Regions from separate parts of the Sus scrofa genome. Here region 2 is linked to region 1. The links are chromatin contacts, called in public HiChIP or PLAC-seq maps. All regions are on one chromosome and are shown on one strand. The core of a region is the stretch at or near the end of the contact, and the rest is flanking DNA. Distances in the headings are between cores, read along the strand shown.

Region 1 (6,801 bases), core at 2,573-5,072:
AATGGGCAGAAGAACCAAAGAGACATTTTTCCAAAGAGGAAATGCAGATGGCCAACAGGCACATAAAAAGATGCTAAACATCACTAGTCATCAGAGAAATGCAAATCAAAACCACCATGAGATATGACCTCACACCTGTCAGAATGGCCATCATCAACAAGAGCACAAATAACAGATACTGGGGAGGATGTGGAGAACGGGGAACCCTCACGCATTGTTGGTGGGAATGTAAGTTGGTGCAGCCACCCTGGAAAACAGTATGCAGGTTTCTCAAAAACACTAAAAAGAGAACTACATATAACCCAGCAATTCCACTCCTGGGTATGTTCCCTCCCCCCAAAAAACCCCCAAACCCCACTGATTCAAAAATATACATGCACCCTAATGTTCACGGCAGCATTATTTGTAACTGCCAAGACATGGAAGCAATCTAAGTGTCCACCAACAGATGAACAGACAAAAGAAGGTGTGATGTATATATACAATGGAATACCACATGGCCATAAGAAAACGAAATTTTGCCATCTGCAGCAACATGGATGGACTTGGCATTATGCTAAGTGAAATAAGCCAGAGAAAATAAATATTATCAGTTACATGTGGAATCTAAAAATGTAATAAACTATTGAATGCAACAAAAAAGAAGCAGATTCACAGATAGAGTGGTTACCAGTGGGGGACAGTGAGGGGACAGTTAGGAGGTACAAACTATTAGGAAGAAAATAAGCTATGAGGATATATTGTACAACAAGGAGAATATAGCCAACATTTTATAATAATTATAAATGGAGCATTCTCTTTATAATAACTACACATGGATCGTTTATAATATTGTATAGCAACTAAAGTAAACTTAAAAAAATAACGGTCCTAAGATGACAAACCTAAATGAATTGCTGGGTAAGGGAATCACTACCAAATGATTTATCCCAAAGCTATAAAAGTGATTCATTTATATTCTTTTTTCTGGTCCATCCCTCCCACTCCCATCTTTTTCAAACCATTTAACTCTGTTCTCTTAATTCTATGAAAGCCAGAAACAAAGAATTTATGAACGAGATGGTACTCGTGCACTACTAACCAAGCCCACTCATCAATCCTAATGTGATTTTACCTCAAAGTTACCATGCTCTCTCTCTCTCTTTTTTTTTTTTTTTTGGTTTGGAATAGGTAGAGTAAGATTATACCCAAAATTGAAAATTTATGATTGGCCATGTTTTTCAAAATAACATCTGTGGAAAACAAAATCTATGAAATTATAATTCTACAACAGAGAAAGGTGAAACTGGAAGCATTTCATACTTCTTTTCATTTACTTCGCAGTGAATTAGCAATAACTATTTTTAGAGTTGTCTGTGGCACAGCAGTTAAGGATCCAGCATTGTCACTGCAGCAGATTGGGTTGCTGCAGTGATGCAGGTTCAATTCCTGGCCTGGGAACTTCTATATGCTGTGGGTGTGGCCATAAAAAAATACATAAATAAAAAAGTAAAAAGTCAGATAATAATAGTCTAAAATCATAATATCAGTCAACGAAAAGTGACCCAGAAAACCAAAGGCCAGAGAGGAACAGCAAGCAAAAAACCACCGGATTCTGCTACCCTAACTCACTCTTAACTCTTATCTATGTTGGAAGTGTGCTAATTCTGACTGGTTACCTGTGATGCTACAAATGGCATGCTTTACTGGTAAATGAAGACTTTTGCATTACTGGGAAAAGCAAGAAGCCTTCTCTGTTTTTTGTTGTTGTTGTTTGTTTGTTTTTAGGGCTGCATCTACAGCATATGGAGGTTCCCAGGCTATGGGTCAAATCAGAGCTGCAGTTGCTGGCCTGCACCACAGCCACAGCAACATCAGATCCAAGCCTCATCTGCGACCTACACCACAGCTCACAGCAACACCGGATCCTTAATCCACTGAACAAAGCCAGGGATCAAACCTGTGTCCTCATGGATGTTAGATTCGTTTCTACTGAGCCACGATGGGAACTCTTTTTTTGGTCTTTCTGAAGGGACATACCTGCAGCATATGGAGGTTCCCAGGCTAGGGGTCAAATCAGGGCTGCAACTGCCAGCCTACATACACCACAGCCACATCAACATCAGGTCTGAGTTGTGTCTTCGACCTATACTGCAGGTCATGGCAACGCCGGATTCTTAACTCACTGACTAGAGCTAGGGATTAAACCCGTGTCCTCATGGATACTAGTCGGGTTTGTTACCACTTAGCCACAACGGGAACTCCTATTTTTTGTTTTAAAAAGGCTTTTGTTAACATTAATAAAAGCAATGGTAAGCTCTGAAGTTTCTGCTTGGGTGTGGTGGTGGCAGCTGGGGACTGCACTACTCTTTTAGGGATCCAGGAAACTACTGGCCCTTTACATCCAGGCAGGCATGCGTACTTACTATAAGTATTCCTGTTCTCAAGATAGTGCAGTGGTTAAGTCACAGACCAAAAAAAAAAAAAAAAAGCCACGTGCGCCTGTGGTATGAGGCCTAAAAAACCGAGAGAATTTCAGTTCTGTATCCATCCACACAGCTTCTTCCCTTTGAGTGATACACCAAAGGGAAGCAGAACTCAGAACAACAAATTCTGTGATATCTTTCTGTACAACGTTAAGTTCACGACAGTAACTACTTTGATTTTGGTCGTCTCCACTTGACTTTACAATCTATTCATACATATCTGCATAGGTAATTATTAGAATACAAGGGTGATGCAACACTCTTCACACACCACTTTCTGGTGTATCATTTGGAGGCTCAGCAGGACTTTAAACATATTCTTTAACTTAAACTTCCTCTTTGCCAATAAGGTACATATAAGTGTCCTCATCAGAGCCATCAACATGATTTTATGTAAGAGAAGGAATATGGTTTCTGGGAATTAATTGGTGTTTTCCATAAACTGATAAAGACTGCTTAAAAGAAGACCATTTTTTCTTTTAAAAAAACGTTTTGGGTTGTTAACCTAAAGGAAACAAAAAAGGCACTTATTTGTGCTGCCTAGCAGCTGTAGATTACCTCATTAACGTTGATCTTTGACTTTGCAGAAGATTCTAAAAAGGCACAGTTACACCACTGTCTTGCTAAATTCTGACCCTGTTCTTTGCCAACTACTCGCTCATCTTCCAGGTCACATTTATTGCCAACCAAAATCATTGGAACCTGTGGGAAGGAAAAAACACATAATGAACACTAACATACTAGTTACTCAGCCTCTTATAAGTAAGCAAATACCTGCCACCAACTGAAATGGGTTAGTTAGGACTATGCAAGTGCTTAAAAAAAAATGTTATGTATGTGTGTTGGGGAGAAGGTGGAGGGGGAAGAGACAGAAAAAAATACAGAAGTGATCCCATAACACTGATCTGCTAAATTATTTTACGAATATAATCCCAAAATTCTCATGTGAATAATGCTAACAGCTGAATTCCAACTAGAAAAATCTGAAGGAAAGGGGAAGCGCCTGCAATACAGAGAAGAACGTACACACTGCCCTGTGTTTTAAGTAAGTGCCTCATCTCACAGGACCAATGACTGCCAAAAGCAGTGGCAAGACTGATGCAGTAGTACGTTTTACTCCTGTAACTGATGCCTAGATCTGAAGACCAGCTTAGGTGAGAGATTCAAAAAGAGCAAGAATAAAAATAAAGCCATTGAGCAGCTATGTCTTCATCTAGAACTCAGTCTTCTTTAGTTGATTTCATGGGATAAAGAGATGAACATTACCAGAGGTTCAGTGATTTGCATGTAATTGCCTATGAAAAGAGAACTCTCTTGGATGAATCAGTCACGGGAAGAAAGAGAACTATTCATTAGGTTTACGGTTGGGCATGAGTCATATGGTGCAAATCCTTCCCGCCTACAATATTCCGCACAGCTAAGGTCCTAAGCAGGTGCATATGTTCCCATTAATAATGAGAAAGAACACACAAAAACAGAAAGGAAGGTACGAATGAAATTTTATATTCTAATTTATACAACTTTTGAAAAGGAAATCTCTAGAGACAAAACTGAGACAAACATGTAAAACATACATGTCATCTTTGCAAAAAGGCACAACAATGCTATTGTTCAAAAAGACAGGAATTCTAAAACAGTGTGTTTTACCATTAAAAAATAACTTTAGGAGTTCCCGTCGTGGCGCAGTGGTTAACGAATCCGACTAGGAACCATGAGGTTGCGGGTTCGGTCCCCGCCCTTGCTCAGTGGGTTAACGATCCGGCGTTGCCGTGAGCTGTGGTGTAGGTTGCAGACGCGGCTCGGATCCCGCGTTGCTGTGCCTCTGGCGTAGGCCGGTGGCTACAGCTCCAATTCAACCCCTAGCCTGGGAACCTCCATATGCCACAGGAGCGGCCCTAGAAAAGACAAAAAAAAAAAAAAAAAAAAGGAATTCTACAACTAAAATAAAATTAAAAAATATAAAAACCCAGTTCATTAAAATCTTTACCATAACTCAAAGGATAAAACTGTGAGCAAAAACTGTATCAACAGAATTTTAGAACCAAGGACATACCATGCTCTTCTGACATAACTACCACCTTTCTGAGCCCAACCTGCGTCCCGCCTCTACCACGTGCTCTGGGATGCCTCCTTCTCTACTGCACCTGTGACCCCCACAGCACCATGTGAGTGGTGAGGAGAGAAAGAACTTTATACACATGTCCTCCTTTTCCAACCATCTCAGCATATAATCTGCAGGTAAATTTAGAAAGCTTAAAATTGCTTTTGGTCACAAGGGCTCTTTTAGGCACGTGGAAGATACCCTCCAAATCTTCTGCTGATAGACAAAGGACATTTTTTATTTGGCCACGGAGAGACAGTGGTGTGCTATACATGAGAGAAAAACTTACATCTTCTGTGTCCTTAACCCGTAAAATCTGTTCCCTCAGGTCCTGTAAGTCATTAAACGTGGACTGAGCTGTAATAGAATATACTAGTGCAAACCCTTGGCCATTCTTCATATACAAATCTCTCATCGCTGTAAATTGCTCCTATAATAAAAAATATGCAATTATATAAATATAACTTCTTGAATGTATACTGAAACAATTTAAATCAGAATAATCATACGTAAGCTACTGAATTTTTAATTATGTGTTTTCATGAAGGAAACACAAGACATGATACATGGAGTTCCCTCTGTAGCTCAGCGGTAATGAGCCCAACTAGTATCCATGAGGATGCGGGTTCTATCCCCGGCCTCACTCAGTGGGTGAAGAGTCCAGCGTTACCACAAGCTGCAGCATAGGTCTCAGATGCGGCTCAGATCTGGCACTGCTGTGGCTGTGGTATAGGCTGCACTTGTAGCTCTGATATGACACTGGCCTAGGAACTTCCATATACCACAGGTTAGGCCCTAAAAATAAAATAAAATAAAATAAAAAAATAAAAAATAAAAAAGGTGACAAATGAAGACAATGAAAATAAAAGCAAATACAGAGAACTCAAACCATATAAAAGGCATTTTGTGCCAAGTGATTTATAATCACTATTGCATTTGATCACTACAAGCACCCTATAATGTACTAACGTCATTATACTCATTTAAGGATGTGAAAAATTAGGCTCAAAATAATCCTAAAGACTTTTGGTCAGAAATACATATCTGTCACCAGAGATGTTAAAATGCTAATAAACCTTGAGATGTTAAAAGTGCTACTAAACCAATTTTTAAAAAAATGAATGACCGTGATCTGAATTTAAAATGCCTTTTTTTTTCTTTTCTTAGAAAGCAGTAATAGCACAATTTTTACCTCAATACAGGGAAAAGAAATTCAACACACAGATTCTGCAGATGAGCTCAACATCTAACACTGATATGTGAGCATTAAGTACATCATAGATAGTGCCACCCACATAAGAAAATTTAAGAAGTCCTACACAGAGACCAAGTTCTTAATCAGAATAAATGCTTTTACTCAGAGGAACCGTTCAGGCGACAAAAACCTATTCACAAATTAAAATCGATCACAAAAAGAGAAAACATGCTTACCGTTCCCGCTGTATCCAGGATTTCGAGCATACACTGTTGGCAGTCTACTTCAACTTGCTGTTGGGGTAGGGTGCGGGGGTGGAGGGGGATGAAAAAGTAACATCAAAATGTCAGTCTGTTTTCCTCCCACTTCTTTGCTCAAAGTACCTATTAACAACTACAAAGCCTTTCTCTAGCAGTTTCCTGTATCGGTGGAGATCTAACTTGGTGCTACAATAAAGAACAGGAGGTCTCAAACACATTCTATTAATACTACAAAGCCAGGACTGCTGATGCTGAGTTTAGGCATTTTCTGACCACTATGAACACTGAGTACTGATTTGTGTTGTTATTAAAAGGCAACGGTCATACCCTGTAATTTAAGAAAAACTATAACCAACAGGTATAATTCTAACAGGGGAAAAATGGATAAAGTATGTATATTTATATTCTCTTCAAAACAAAGCACACAAGTACTAAATAGTTCAAAATATAGCCAAGACTGGGAGGGTAAAGAAAACTTTGCCAACTTACCACATTCAAGCTGTTAGAGTTTTACTAAACAATGCCCCAAATTTAACACACAGGAGCATTAATTTAAGAGTTAAAAGGGAACACAGAATAACACTGAACTCCTACAGCTCTCAAGACTTCTACGTCTTTGGAAAAACTGTGTGCATAAGGCAAACTTTTAGATACTGGGTTCTACTTTCCCAGTGTTGCACAGAAGAGAAGGTTGGCCTAAAGCAAGTATCAACTATTAACCGTGTGGACATTTTTTAATAAAGAAGGGATTTAGAAAAGTGTAAAATCTTTGACATTCAA
Region 2 (6,801 bases), core at 1,125-3,624, 150 kb after region 1:
TCTGCCCACTGACTCGTTTGGGAGATTGTTGAGCTTGTGATCGCATGATGAAAATTCTTCTGTGATGACTCTGAGCCAGAGGAGCACTGCGGGGGGGCTTTTGAGGAACAGTGAGACAGCAGCTACCAACCACACAGTTATCGTGGTCGCCGAGGCTTTTGGACTTTTCCTAACATGGGTAGCAGCTGCTATGAGCTCTCATTTCCCTCAGAAAAGAAAGCGGGCAGACTCTGGCAGTGAACCTACTCTTTGTGACGACTTATTTCGTTTTCTGCAGAACTTACTTTGAGTTGTGTGTGCGTGAGGAAGGCTGCGTGGAAAGTGGTTCCTGTTTCCTAACCCATGATACATTGACAGTGGTAGGTAACTGTGCCCACCAGGGTTCAGCAAAGAAGAGAAAAAAATAGGGGAGGGAATGAAAAATGATGCAAGGAATTGAGGCTCAGGGTAGTTTAAATTCTGCTATGAATTAGGTTTCTGTAGGCAACTCTGCATTTACATGCCTGGCTGTCTCTCTCCAGTTACTCATCTTTCTGTGTCACAGGAAGTAGCAGACTGTGCAAATTCAGTCCATTTTGTGCCCATGAAGATTTTACTCAATGAACCAGCGGAACTCGAAGGAGAGATGAGACTCAGGCGGAAGTTTGGATTTGAGCCTGGCCTCAGCATTTTCCTAGATGGTGGCTGTCGGCAAACTGCTGGTAGAGCTGCCACTAGTTCTCAAGGCTGCAGCCTTTCCAAGGTTCCAGAAGAACCGGTGCAGTGGGTATCCAAACCAAGCTCATGGCATGCTGAGGGGACATGTGAGTGTAAAGAAGAGCTTAAATTCCAGGCTTGGCGGAGCGGTCTAGGTCTCAGAGGATTTAGCTTCGAAAGTCTAAGATCTAGATGCTGCTCAGCTAAGTAGGAGCCAGATGTTGTAAGTTCAGAATTTGAACCATCTTGGGGCTGTGGGGTGGGGGTAGGGGGTGGAGAACCAGTTGATCGATGTTTCGGCTCCTGGACAAATAGGTTTCAGTACCACGTTCACACCTTCCTTATTCAGAAGTAGGGGAGAGCATGAGACAGTGACATGTAGCTGGTTTTGGTGTCAGGCAAACCTGGGTCCCACTGGTCTCTTCTGCCTGCCAGCCTTGTGGCCATGGGGAAATCGCTTAACCTCTCTGAATGTCAGATTTCTCATTTAGAGCAGCAGTTCTCAACTGGGGATGATTCCCCCCCCACCCCGGGAGCATCTGGTAATCTCTAGAGACAGGTTCGATTGTCCTGACTTAGCGCTCTTGGCATTTAGTGTCTAGAGGCCACGGATGCTGCTAAACACCCTACAGTGCATAGACAGCTCTTCACAGTCAAGAATTATGTGGTCCAAAATGTCAACAGAGCTGAGTTGGGAAATCCTGATTAAGATAATGTGCAAGCGTTTGGCATAAACTAGGTAGGTGCAGAATCCATAGTACTATCATTACCAAAGAATCAGCTCTGTGTGGCTCACTGAAAACCAGATTCTGGGGACGCAAGGACGGTACGAGTGTGTCTGGCGAAGGCCCAACAGTGCTACCTCCGAACAGCTGGTGCAGGTGTAGCTAAGAGGTCTCAGTCTGCTTGGATCCAAATCCTGGCTTTGCCACGGACTGCATGAGTATTCTTGATGAAGTCATGTAACCTCAGTCTGCTTACCTAGAAAATGGGGCAGCAGTGCTACCTGCCTCAAGGAGATGCGTTAAGATGCACAAAGGACGGGTCTGCACATCTGAGCAACTGCTCAACCAATATTTTCTGTTATCACAAGGTGGGTGGTTAGGGAGCCAGTGCTGAGACGAGTGGGGTGTGTTTGTGTGTGTGTGTGTGTGTGTGTGTGTGTGTGTGTGTTTGGTGGGATGAAACCACAATAGCTGGGACTGGGGAGCCAGCAGAATCAGGAAAAGGTCCCCCTAAAGCTGTGGCAGTTCCTCTCAACAAACAGCTCCCTTTTGATAAGGGTGGAAACAGGTCTAAAAATAGCCAGGATGCCCGAATATGTTCCAAGACGAGCGGCGTTGGGGTCCGACGCACTGTGCTCAGGGCTGGGGCTGTGAAATAGGTGTCATTTCAGGGATCTCTGGCTTTGGGGGTGGGGGTGGGAGGATCCTGTTCACCTCACCTGGTGTTGGAAGGCATCACACACTGCTTGTACCCAGAAAACCATCTGGCAGACCCCCCAGGCCCCACGGCTCACTGCACAGACAATCCAATTTGAGGCTTCTCAGGAACTCTGGGCCCCACTCAGGCAGCAGAAGCCGGGGAGGAGCCAAGCACAGGCCACAAGGCCACAGTGTCATTCTGTGCCCAAGGGTTCTACCCGAGGCTGAGTTCTTCCCCTGGGGCAGCAACTCTCCCCAGGTTCACTAACTTGGTTGTTTAAATATAGGAGAGGAAACAGCTGCTGGCTGGGCGGAAGTTTCTGAGAAGAGAGGGTTCTGGCGGGGGGCTTGCTAAGGCTGATAAGGACACGGGCGTGCCCCCAGATGGGCTTCTGCTGATTTGCTTCTAGATCTTTTTGACATTGCCCCGAGCCAGGCCGTCAGAACTTGGCTCCAGGTTCGCCACAGACAGGGAAAGGAGGGTTATTTTTAAGCTGATCTCTGTGACTTCCTCTTGGCTCTTGTCCTTGCTGTCCACTCTCAGTTCCTGACAGCAGCTTCCTGCTTAGGCCACCTCGGGCCCCGGTGATTTGCACAGGGCCCTGGACGGCGAGGGCGGTCGCTGTGCGGAGGCAGGTGCCCAGGGCGCTTTCCTGGCAGGCAGAGTCCAGTCCCAGCTCATCACAGGACAGGACTGTCCGAGGATCCCGGCTTCAGTCCTAGGAACTGGGGGTGCAGGGGGAGGGAGGGAGACAACCGCCGGCAGGATGGATCCGATCCTGACCTGGGCGCCCCTCTCCCCGCCTGGCTGTGAGGAGGAGATCGGCTCAGGTCTGTGGTCTCTGGGCAACACCCCTTCCGCGTCCCTCGTTCAGAGTCCCAGGAGGAGCGCGTCCGGCGGGTGTACCTCGCCAGCATCCTCGAATTGTGCAGCGGATGAATCAGCCGGACGGTTCCACCTCCTCCACCCTCGCGTTAGAGCAAGGAAGCCGAGCTGATGGCGCTGCACCTCGTGGGGGTGCCCGGGACACCAACCCCCGCCCCCCACAAAGGCCTCTGCTTCCTGCGCCTGGCTCCCTCCAGTTCTCAGATCCACTCAGGGTGTCTCAAGTGCAGCCTCAGAGCCCCAAAGCTGCCTTGAGGAACCAACCAGCCCATCACCTCGGCCCAAGGAACCATTAGTTCCTACAGGGGTCGCCTTGGCATCTGCGGGGGGGGGGGGGGGGAGGGGGGGTTGGGGAGAGACTGACAGCACGGCCAGCTCCCATCAGGGAGCACACGGCCCCGTCCTAGGCTGGTCCAACAGCCAATAACCGAAAACCCCTCTCAGCTGGTGTTTCCTTCGTCAAACAGCCAGAGCTGAGCACGGGCACCGGACAGCTTAGGAAACTGGTGCTTCCTCTCCCAGGCCCTGGGAAGGAGGCTCAGTCTTAGCGGTGGGAGTCCTGCTTCCGCAGCCCCTGTGACGTCCAGTGGGAGGAACCAGTCTGTCTCCCATTGGTTGTCCCAATAGCCAGTCCCTGGGACGCTCAGGTTTTGCAGGTTAGAGTCTGGGTCAAGAAGGAGCCCCTCCCTCTGGAGATGCCCTGTTTGGGGGAAAAGCCGATCCGGCCTGTCTTACTGCTGAATTCAGGATTCGAGCTGCTCACCTCTGTCACTCATCTGTAGACACTGGCAAAACCCACCTCTCGAGGTTGCCGTGGGACTGAATGATCGGCCTTGGGCAGGTGGCACAAGGATCTGGCAAATGAGGGGCCAAGGTGCACGCTGGCTGTACTGTCTATAAGCCATGCAACCTTGGCAGCTCTGTAACCCTTCTTTTTTTTAAATCTTTTTTTAGGGCCACAGCCATGGCATATGGAGGTTGCCAGGCTAGGGGTTGAATCAGAGCTGTAGCCACCAGCCTACACCACAGCCACAGCCATGCCAGATCTGAGCCGCATCTGCGACCTACGCCACAGCTCACGGCAACACTGGATCCTTTAACCCACTGAGGGAGGTCAGGGATCGAACCCACATCCTCATGGATGCTAGTCAGATTCATTTCCACTGAGCCACAACGGGAACTTCCCAAGTTCTGTAACCTTTCTAAACGCAACTTCCCTACCTGCAAAAAGCGGATGTGGTGAAAAGAATGGGATCTATGATAAGGATCAAGGGAAAGCCTGTGGCACTCAGCGTGGTGCCAGGCCCAGGGACGCCCACGGGAGGGTTAGTGGCTGTTGGCTGTATTACCGCGGCTCCTGACACATTGTAGGCAATGGCCCTTGTTATTTTTGGCTCTTCCCTCCTCATCCACCTGACTTGGAGGCGGCATGGTTTGTGCGTGTGTGTTTGTGCGTGCGTGCGTGCCTGCCTGCCCTGCATTTCCACTCGCAGTGGGGTGGTGGTACTGCTGGATATAGTTTAGACCGGGCCGTTACCTTACACATCTATTCTGACTTTGGGCCTTTGCTGGCAGCTGTGAAATGGGGCGGTGGACCTATTATTTTCTCCATCCATTTTGCCTTCAACATAGAGTTTAACAACTAAAGTGATGTTTTAAAAGGATCTGCATATACTCCCTTCCTTTGGTCAAGATGCAGTTGAGTTCATCCTCCGAAGCAAAATTCAGGAAGAGCTGTGAGGCCGGCAGTGGTTTCAGAGTCTGGCACCAGGGGCCTCTGCCTGCTTGTGGTTCTCGGTTGAGGCTGCGCCCTTCACCCTCCCTTTCTGAGGTTCGTGCCTCTTCCTCCCCTGACCCTCCTTCGCCTCCCCCAGCCCGTCCCAGCCGCCGCTGCCCTGTCCTCTGTGCAGATGTTTCCAGTTGCACGGAGTTCACGTTGGTCGTTTGTTCCATTTGCTTAGAAACAACAGCCAGCATTATTGGCAGGAAAGGGCGAGGGTGCCAACTCCAGGATCACACAAAAAGCCCTAGTCATGGGCACTGGACGAGGGACGGGTGGGGGAGGAGAGCCGAGCGGGCTGGCCCATCTTGCAGTGACCTAGAGTTCTGTGGCCCCAGCTGAAGTCATGGTCATTGAAGCGGGGCCCAGCCTTCCCCTGGCCGTGGCCAGAGCAGACCAGTTGACTCATCTTGGAAGGACAAGGGCAGAATGAGATGCTATCTTGGAGTGATTGGACCTGGCTCCACAGCCTGGCTCTGAGGCTAACCCCTCGACCTGGAACAAATGTGTTTCTTTTTGTTCCCTTGAAAGCAGGAAAGATTCCAGGGTTAATGAAAGATTGGATGATGTTTGGTGTTTCGGGTCAAGAGCAAATATAAATAAATGTAATTCAAGTTAAATTATGGGCCTCGTGCGCCCCCCTGTTTGCCATGCAGCTGTTTTGGCCGGAGCTGCCTGCAATATTTAGCAACCCACACACCCTGCGCAGGAGGGGGGCCCTTCTTAGTGGTGAATAGTGTCGATTGATGTGCCAGGCCCTCTGGAACGAGTGGCACATGAGAAATGGAAACTATGATTTTTTTGCTTAGAATCATCTGGCTCTTGAGAACCGGTGCTGGGAGAGCGTCACCTGTGACTCTTAGGTGCTAGTGACCTGGCAGGTTGCGTGTCTGGACCTGAGCATCTTCACATCGGAGGCTGCCCTTCTCTAGGCTCACAGAGGAGTCACGGGCGGGACTGTTGGGGTGGGGGGTGGGGCGGGAGGGAGGGGGAAGGGGAAAGGAGGGGGAGATGTCACTGCCGCCTCCCAATGTCTGTTTCTGAGGCCAGGGGCACCATCAGGGGATTTGGGCAGAAGTGCAGCCCCTCCAGTGGGAGACTGGGAGAGTCCGTGCCCAGGGGGACCAGCATCTGGGGAGCGCATCCTGGGGGAGCCCCAACAAGCCTGTTATTTCATGGTTTGGGGAGGGTGGTAGGCGTAGAACGATTTTCCTTTGATTCAGTATTTATAAAGCACCTGCTAAGTGAGCACTGGGCTGGGCACTGGAGCAGTCCTGATGGTGCAACAGAGACCCTCCTCGCACGTTGGCACAGGGGGAGGTGAATGAGACCCTGGACCCAGTTCTTGCCAGCTGCCGGGAGCACGTGCTTCCCTCAGGCCTCGTCGGGTATCTCTGTCATTTATCAAAGGCAAAGTGAGGACATAGAATGAACAATGTTCACCATCACCCCTTTAGAAGCAGGGTTTTAGAAAAGATGGAAGTGTTTTGCAGCCTAGGGCTGGACCTGCCAGCGATTGCTCCCCTGGAGCGTGTTGGTGAGAGCAGAGTGGGGCAGGCCTGGTGCCCGGATGAAGAGGCGTGGTACGCCTTCTGTCAAGCATCTCACTGGAGCTCATCCATTGGGCACAGCCGGGGTGCTCTAGGTATACCCAGGCACTGCTGATGCGGGGCAGCGTGACTCAGTAGCACCCCCGGAGCACCATTAGCAGGGCTTGACAAGCAGCATGCTCAAGGATCAGGGGCAGCCATGAAAGAAGATCATGGCTTGGCTGGGGATTCCGAGAGGTGGGGACCAGAGTGACAATGGAGCCCACGGAGCAGAGCGCAGATAGAACCGCCCCAGGGAGAGACTGAGAGAATCAATCTGGAGGAAACGCAGGAACTCGGAAGCGCATCCCTGTGGATTCCCAACCACGTGGAGTCCCAACATTTCTGCCAGCGAAGAACCCTGGCTGCCTGCTCCGGGCCTGACCTTGAACTAGCCACTCCGGGCAGCAGATTCTTCTAGTCCTT

The links. HiChIP or PLAC-seq counts read pairs in DNA pulled down with a chosen protein or histone mark.
Region 2: an H3K27ac HiChIP or PLAC-seq map of alveolar macrophages shows a contact between it and region 1. The contact joins two enhancer-like sites. A contact is called at or near these places in 5 of 47 Hi-C or Micro-C datasets (blood, embryonic fibroblasts, epiblast stem cells and 2 more) and 2 of 2 datasets of contacts at active chromatin or transcription factors (alveolar macrophages and skeletal muscle).

What each region holds. Positions count from the first base shown.
Region 1 is chr4:108,682,974-108,689,774 of Sscrofa11.1, forward strand. RAP1A (ras-related protein Rap-1A) reads right to left here. Exons shown (of 8, transcript XM_021090035.1): 4 at 5,998-6,054; 5 at 4,856-4,996; 6 at 3,024-3,167. The coding sequence starts at 6,027. Among named protein-coding and RNA genes, the nearest start is that of FAM212B, 36 kb to the left of the region's middle. Within about 2 kb of position 3,823, at least 3 of the 83 cell types and tissues checked have an H3K27ac peak or open chromatin away from gene starts, as enhancers often do. A contact at or near this core is called in alveolar macrophages, where this site is marked.
Region 2 is chr4:108,838,902-108,845,702 of Sscrofa11.1, forward strand. All of the region lies in intron 2 of TMIGD3 (transmembrane and immunoglobulin domain containing 3), which reads left to right. Among named protein-coding and RNA genes, the nearest start is that of ADORA3, 12 kb to the right of the region's middle. Within about 2 kb of position 2,375, at least 40 of the 83 cell types and tissues checked have an H3K27ac peak or open chromatin away from gene starts, as enhancers often do. A contact at or near this core is called in alveolar macrophages, where this site is marked.